Regions from separate parts of the Mus musculus genome. Here region 2 is linked to region 1. Evidence: chromatin contacts called from public promoter capture Hi-C data. All regions are on one chromosome and are shown on one strand. Each heading gives the region's core, a stretch centred on a gene start, on an enhancer-like site or on the middle of the called end of the contact. The rest is flanking DNA. Distances are from core to core; before and after follow the strand shown. Region 1 holds the start of Psmc6 (proteasome (prosome, macropain) 26S subunit, ATPase, 6). Region 2 holds the start of Nupl1 (nucleoporin like 1).

Evidence for each region. Promoter capture Hi-C pulls out the DNA fragments that hold promoters and counts their contacts.
Region 2: a contact with region 1 is called in a promoter capture Hi-C map of liver, with 3 times the contacts expected there. The contact joins the promoter of Nupl1 here to the promoter of Psmc6 in region 1. A contact is called at or near these places in 2 of 39 promoter capture datasets (liver and pre-B cells) and 2 of 484 Hi-C or Micro-C datasets (CD4 T cells and uterus).

What each region holds. Positions count from the first base shown.
Region 1 is chr14:45,328,415-45,331,993 of GRCm38.p6, forward strand. Psmc6 (proteasome (prosome, macropain) 26S subunit, ATPase, 6) reads left to right here and starts at 1,410. Exons shown (of 14, transcript NM_025959.3): 1 at 1,410-1,518; 2 at 2,416-2,495; 3 at 2,573-2,612; 4 at 3,492-3,544. The coding sequence starts at 1,434.
Region 2 is chr14:60,250,202-60,254,248 of GRCm38.p6, forward strand. Nupl1 (nucleoporin like 1) reads right to left here and starts at 1,278. Exons shown (of 15, transcript NM_170591.2): 1 at 962-1,278. The coding sequence starts at 1,068. Gm38641 (a long non-coding RNA gene) reads left to right here and starts at 1,273. Exons shown (of 3, transcript XR_874661.1): 1 at 1,273-1,352.

The DNA of each region.
Region 1 (3,579 bases), core at 160-2,659:
TTTATTTCAATTGTAGCATTTACTACATTAAGGTATTTTTATGATTTATTATCATTTATGCATCTGTGCATGTGGACCTCATGCCAACTTTGAGTGGGTCCCATGAATCCAATTCAGGTCACCTGGCTTCCATGACAAGCGCGCCTTTGCCCACTGAACCATCTCTCTGGCCCCTATTCAAATCATTTCTAATTTCCTTATTACATGTTAGAATATTTTCTAATATTCTGATTACAAGCAGGTCAGTGCTTTATTGGGTAACTGAAAATTTCCTACTTATGCTCATGCAATTGATATCAAAAGGCTGCATCTTTGGGCTGGAAAGTGGTTTACTGGTTATGTGAGCTTCCGGCTCTTCCTAAAGATCTCTGTGTGTTTGTGGAGTGCATTCATTCAGTTTTAGGGTGCTGGGGGTTAATAAACTCAGGGCTTCTGTGTGCTAGGCAAATACTCTACCAAAGGTACACTCCCAGCCTGTCAATAATAATTTAAAAGAACACAGTCACTGAGCCTAGAGAGATAGCTCAAAGGGTATTCGTACTTGTTGCTCTTGGAGAGGATCTGGGTTCGGTTCCCAGTATCCACATAGAGGCTCACAACCGTCTATAATTCCAGTTTCAGGGGAATCATGTGGTTTTTTCTGACCTCCTCCAGCACCAGGCACACACGTGCTGCACACACATACATGCAGGCAAGATATTTATATGCATAAAATAAATAAGATTTTTTTTTTTAAATCATAGCTGCTTGTAACTCCAGAGCCAAGAAATCCGATGCCCTCTACTGGCTTCTGTGAGCACTTGCCCTCCTAAGGTATACACTAAGGCACACACATAAACACATAAATAAAAATAAATAATTTGGGAAAGAAAAAGGCTGAATTTGAAAATGTGACTCAGTTGGGAAAGCTCTTGCTTAGCATGCCGGAGACTCTGAATTCGATTTCCACACAGCACATACTGAATGTTCGAGTTTGCCTGTAATTCCACTAGGAAGCCGGTGGTGGGGGGGGGGAGGACCAGAGTTCAAGCCCAGCGCTGCAGAATGAGTGCTAAGGCAGTGTGGATTACAAGACACTGTCTCAAAAAAAAAAAAATCTTGTCATTTCCTCTTGCTTTTCAGTTTATTACAGATCCTTTGGCGTTCTAAGAAAGCAGTGACTTAATATTGAGCCAGCCAGTAGCTAAGTCAGGCATTGCTCACTCTGGCCTGCAGGGGACAGTGTGACCGGAGACGATCTTCTGCGCTTTCGAGGCTTTCTGCCGCTCTAGGTGACTGACTTCGGCGCCCGGAGCCAGAGGCGGGCCAGCCGGAAGGGGCGGAGCCAGTCACGGTCCCGCCCCAGGCCGCCTCTGCGCCCTCGCCCCGCCCCCTCCCCCGCCCGGGCTGCCATGGCCCTTCCCGGCATCCCCTATGAGCGACGGCTTCTCATCATGGCGGACCCTAGAGATAAGGCGCTTCAGGACTATCGCAAGAAGCTGCTAGAGCACAAGGAGATTGACGGCCGTCTTAAGGAGCGTGAGTGAGCCTTGACACACTCTCTAGTGCCTGGACCGGCTTCGGTCTCTGATAGAGCGGAGGCTTCGGCTGAGCCCGAAAACAGCGCCTGGCTTGGGAAGGCCCGAGTCCAGGGACGAGGCGCTTTGTCATCCCGCCCCGCGCTGGGGTGCAGCACCGCCTCGGCCGTGGGTATGGCCCCAGTCCCAGTCCGGTGGCATAGAGAACAGCCACAGTTCTGAGGTGGAAGAGGGGAAGATTAGAGGAGTGAGGTACAAGTGGGCTGGGGACATATTCCGGGTGCAGGAAGGCAGGCTTGGAGTCTCGGGACCCGGGGATGGGAGGACGCTTGAGTCAAAGAAGCTCCAGCCGGACGCGGGACTCACGGAGGCGGCTTGTACTTGGGGTAGAAGGGGGCTCAGTGGTTGTAATAGCCTTTCTCGTCTTCCCTCAGGCGTCATACTGAGTACCAAGTTTTCTGTATACCCTGAACATTCACGTTTTGAAAACCCTGCGTGATTTAATTAAATGAGAGAATACCGCAGCCTAGGATTCGGTGAAGAATTGCGTTGGTTGACTTAATTTAGTATGGACAACCAGAGTAAGCCAGGTGATCTTAGTGTAGCTATGGGAGGCTTGATTCACCTTATCGTTTAGTTTTGTAGCAAATCTGAAGGTGGCAGGATGTCACTATCGGTTAAAAATGTAACTTAAAAATATTTCCTACCAAGAAAATAGATATGATACTTTCTCTGTTACATTTCATTTTAAAACATGCCACCTATCCACTACAAACTGGAAAAAAAAATCTTATTTTGTGGTTTGAAACAGTAGGTTTGAAACCTAAGGTAAAAGAGACCTAAGTAAAAAATTTTATGCAGTTGTTTAATTTAAAATGTCAAAATTTTATTATTTCAGTAAGGGAACAATTAAAAGAACTTACCAAGCAGTATGAAAAGTCTGAAAATGATTTGAAGGCACTACAAAGTGTTGGACAGGTAGGTGATAAAGTTTGAAAGTATGTTGCCATTTCTAAGCTATTGGCAAAAGGTAATGCCCCTTTTTTCTTTTCCAGATTGTAGGTGAAGTGCTAAAACAGTTAACAGAAGAAAAATGTAAGTGGATTAACTTACTAATTATTAAAAAATAAAAAGCCCCAGTTCTTTGCCAGCTTTTGAAATGCCCATTTTATTTTGATTTTTGAGGCCAGGTACTTCTATGTAGCTCTGGATGCAGCTTCCTATGTAGACTAGACTGGCCTTGAACTCACAAGCCTTTTGCTTTCCAGTGCTGGAATTTTAGGCATGTGTGACATTATGGAAGGCTGTTTTAATTCATTCATATATATACATATACACATACATATATACATATATATGTGTGTGTGTGTGTGTGTGTATATACATACATACACACACACACTCTAAAGATGTATTGTTCTTTGTAAGTACACTTAGCTGTCTTCAGACAGCGAACAGAGGAACAGAGAAGGGAGTCAGATCTCATTACAGATGGTTGTGAGCCACCATGTGGGTTCTGGGATTTGAACTCAAGACCTTCAGGAAGAGCAGTCAGTGCTCTTAACCGCTGAGCCATCTCTCCAGCCCTTCTAATTCTTAATTCATCTATTTATGTATGTGTGTCTGTCTCTATGTCTGTGTCCCCTGCACTCATGTGTATATGTGTATGCATGTGTGTGTGCATGCATCAAAGGACTACTGTGGGAGTTGCTTTTCTGCTTCTGCCATGTAAGATGGGACCCAGAGATTGGCCTGAGTAAGATCAATGAGCTTGGGAGTAAGTGCCTTTATTTAATAACCCATCAGGATAGCCATGAAGTGCCTAGTATTCTAATGACAACAATACAAGGAGTTGGTCTTTGTTTACATAAGCTAAATTTTGTATTTACTGTTCTTAGTGGTCAGACATAAAACTACACTCACCATAGATGTAGATGTATTTGTTTTCTAACTTTGTTTTTCAATTTGTTCTAGTCATCGTTAAAGCAACAAATGGACCAAGATACGTTGTAGGTTGTCGTCGTCAGGTAATGTTTTCTGATGGGGCATTGTGCCCATAACT
Region 2 (4,047 bases), core at 28-2,527, about 15 Mb after region 1:
TAATCGATGACACAAGAAAACAAGGTGAAAGTTAAAAGAGACAGCAGAGCACACCGTCGCCTGTGTCTCGACAACATAGGTAGTGAAGATTAAGAAAGCATATGCAAAAATGGGACTTAACTGGGGCAGTCTGATTGTACTGTTATTTTGGATTTGCTGTATCTAACGGGGGCTGTTAAGAGAGAGAGAGAGAGAGAGAGAGAGAGAGAGAGAGCGAGCTTTCTTTGAGACATTAAGCCTATAGGTCTTGTTATGCCTCGGGAGATACCTGTCCTTCGAGTACACATTTCCTCATTTGATCAACTCTTTACCAAAGGCCGAGTCTGAGTGATTAATGCTTTCAGTGAAATAGCTTTTTGGAATCCCTAGCTACTCATCTGTCACTACCGGAATCTATTACACAAACTGAAGAATATACCACTTAAGCTTGCAGTGAACGGAAAAGATCATGTGGTGGATGGTTATAACACAAAATGCTTTGCGATGCTATGCTAATCTGTATAGGGCACAAAATAACTATGATACAATACATGCCATAAAAATGTTAAAAAGACAGAAGGGGGTCCTGTGGCACAAAGGCTTGAAACAAACAAAAAATCATAAATCCAATGCATCGTAACGTTCAAAACCGAAATCTAAACCACCCGGGGATATTTTTTTTAACTTACATCCTACCTATTTTTCTGTTCCTAAAAGCCAGCAACAAGCTGTCATTCATTCAACACTCATTCTATCCCTGAACCCGAGGGGTCGCGTAGGCGTAGCCGCGACTCCAGGCCGCTTCCCGCAGTCGGGCCCACTCCGCGTCGTCGCGGCGCGACCGGGGACTGCAGAGCCTCGGCGGCAGGGGTCCACAGCCCACTGCGCGGCTCGTAGGGAAGCCTAGCAGCCTGAAGGCAGGCCTCGATGTGCAGACCTCCGCGGGGAAGCACCAGGGTCCCCTGCTAGGCGGCACCATTACCTAGACGCGACGGTCCCGAAGGAGAAGCCGCTGCCCGCTCCGGTCCCGCCGGGGGCCACAGTGGTGGAGCCGAGGGTCCCAGACCCGAAGGAGAACCCCGTGGCCATGGCGGCCCTTGGCGCGAAGGCGTCAGCTAGGGTGGAGAGGCCTAGGACGCTTCTGTCCCTTCACTGCCGAAGAGGGACGTGCCACATAGCTGGTGCCCAGCGGGTACCGGGTGGGAAACAACCCCAAGCGGCGGTGCGGCAAGGCGAGGGCGGAGTGGGCGGAGCCACAGGCGAACGCATGCGCGACACCGCCCGCGCGCCGAACGCACTAGAAGCGCGCCCGCCGCGCAGGGAACCCTGGGATCGGAGTGGAAGCGGTACTCGTGTGAGGCCGGGCGGATGAGGTAAGGTGGGCGCCCCGCCTACTCGCTTAAAGCGCTAAGCCCCTGAAGTGCCCGGAGAGTCTCGCGGGATTTCGTGCTTTACTTCCTGAATGAAGGCCCTGGAGTGCGGCTTCGGTCCGGCCTCCTGTCAAAAGCCATGCGTAGAGTTCTAGAGTTGGAGAAGACCTTGGTCGTCACCTCACATTCCTCCAAGGGGACGTCTGAGTTTCATTTGGGTGTCGCTGCACCCGAGAAAAAAAGAGGGTGTCTACCTTTTGAGGGTCCAGAAATGTACGGGTTTTAAGTCGCACACGCTTCCGGTCAGCACCCCATGGTACTGCACGCTTGTGCTTCCTGCACGGAGGGTTCAGCGGGGCGGCGTGACACTGCCAGGCTCCTCTGCCTCCGAGTCTGAGGTCAGGACACTGTGCCCCAAATCCTAGTGGACGGTGAATGGGATGGGTGCCGTTCTTGGGGACCTTCCCTGAAGACTGCTTCCTGGCTATGTGGCTTTCCCATAACTTGGGGTATTTACGAGAGGAACTGCGAATTGGAAAGTGTAAGGACAGGGATGAGCGATCTGGCTGGAGAGCTGGCTCAGCACCGACTGCTCTTCCAGAGATCCTGAGTTCAATTTCCTAGCAACCACATGGTGGCTCACAACCATCTGTAAAGGGATCTGATGTCCTCTTCTGGTGTGTCTGAAGACAGCTACAGTGCACTCATACATAAAATAAATAAATCTGAAAAAAAAAAAAAACCCAGAGGGATGTAAATTAGAATGTACGGGCACCCGGAGCAACGTGGGCACCAAGAAATGCTTCTTAGCGGTGGTCTGGGGACACTGCCATCATATCATGGTTCTTTAATTCTCTGGCAGGAATTGGCATACTATTCCTGCAAGTGCGTTGACCAGCTGCCAAGTTTTGTTCGATGAAATTGATCCCATCATCAGACCCCTCAGATTTATGCTAAAGCACAATCCTCCCCATGGTAGTGATTCGAACAAAAGCCCAACGGTCTCTGAGTCTGGCCCTCAGTGCCCTTTATATGACAAATCCTTGGCACTTCTTTTCTCACAGCTCCCCCACAATTCAGCACTTGTTTTGTGTTGACCTTGAGCATTGCTACCTGCAGTTGGCTGAACCGGAACACCCTCCAGATTCATTGTAGAGCCCTGTCCTCTCCCCCAAATACTCATAGTGATGAAAACTCTGTTCCTCGCCATTTCCCTTTGGCAGGTCACAAAAGTTAGATGACGTCAAAAGGTGTGTTTGGCACATGATGTCATGTCAGCCATGAGCCATGCAAACTACAATAAGGAGTAACCTGGCAAGATATCTTTATTGGTGCAGTAGTGGCATGAATGTCCCAGTAAACTTTCCTTTTAACTGGAAAAAAAAAAACAAAAACAAAAAACCTAAGAGGAACCCAGATTTTTATTGAAAGGCTCCAAAACTTGAAAATACCAACATAAAATTAGCAAGAGCTACATGTCTGGCTCTGAGGACTCATAAGGTCAGTGAGAAAGGATGATTATTTTAAAATATAGTAGAGACTAATATATGTCTATGACCAGAAAAACTGTGGGCATATGGAATACTTTCAGTAATTCTGTAAATCTGTGACTTTAAAATTCAAAAATTACTGAAAAATCTCAACCTGACTCTAATAAAAGCTTGTGCAAAAAAAAAAAGAAAGAAAGAAAGAAAGAAAGAAAGCTTCAGAAGATACATTCAAATTATCATATATTCATGTATGATTTATGGCAAAGTTTAGCTATACAACAGTGATAGTTGACCCATATCCCACAGAGACAAAAAACCTGGAATTTTTGATCAATGGTATTATAATATATTGCATGCTAGTGGATACATAAAGTTTAAGACTAGACTTAAAAAGTCCCTTGCCTCTGTTAATGCTTCCCAATTGTATGTAATTCTGCCCCAGCAGCATGTGGTGTTGAGAGGTGCTACAATTTACAGAGTGTGGAAAGTTAACTGAAGAGGGGACTCCATCTATACACTTCTGGAGAAGCCCCCTCCATGCTGAGATAAGATTTCATATGCAGCTGTTTTGTACTCCTAACCCACTCCTGTAAGTAAGCCCGGTGAATTTGTTGGTTGCCCAAACGAGATATCGGTGGGATGTGTCCTTTGTCACTCCCTATCTGGAGTGAGTAGGTGTTTGTTCATATCTCCCCAGGAAAAGGTCACACAAAACCTAGTCTAGTGTAAGCAACCAAGCCTCCTCCAAAGGATCATCTAAGCACTCTTTGCCATGACATTGCTAATGTTTCTATTGTCTTCTATGTCCTTATACTGATCTGCATAATGTTTTTAGTAAGCTAAGCCTGATGAATATACAATCTCTTATTCCTCCCACCACTTCAAAAACAGTTCCTTATGTGCTTCTTTACTGATTTGAATTTAATTTTCTTTCTTTTTTTAACATTTATTTTTATTTTATGTATGTGAGTACACTGTAGCTGTCTTCAGACACACCAGAAGAGGGTATCGGACCCTATTTCAGATGGTTGTAAACCACCATATGGTTGCTGGGAATTGAACTCAGGACCTCTAGAAGAGTAGTCAGTGCTCTTAACTGCTGAGCCATCTCTCCAGCCCTTAATTTAATTTTCCTTGGAAGATTATCAGAATTATTTGAGGTTCATTACAGAGGCATATTGCACCAGCAAGGACTTGGTGCTTGCTAC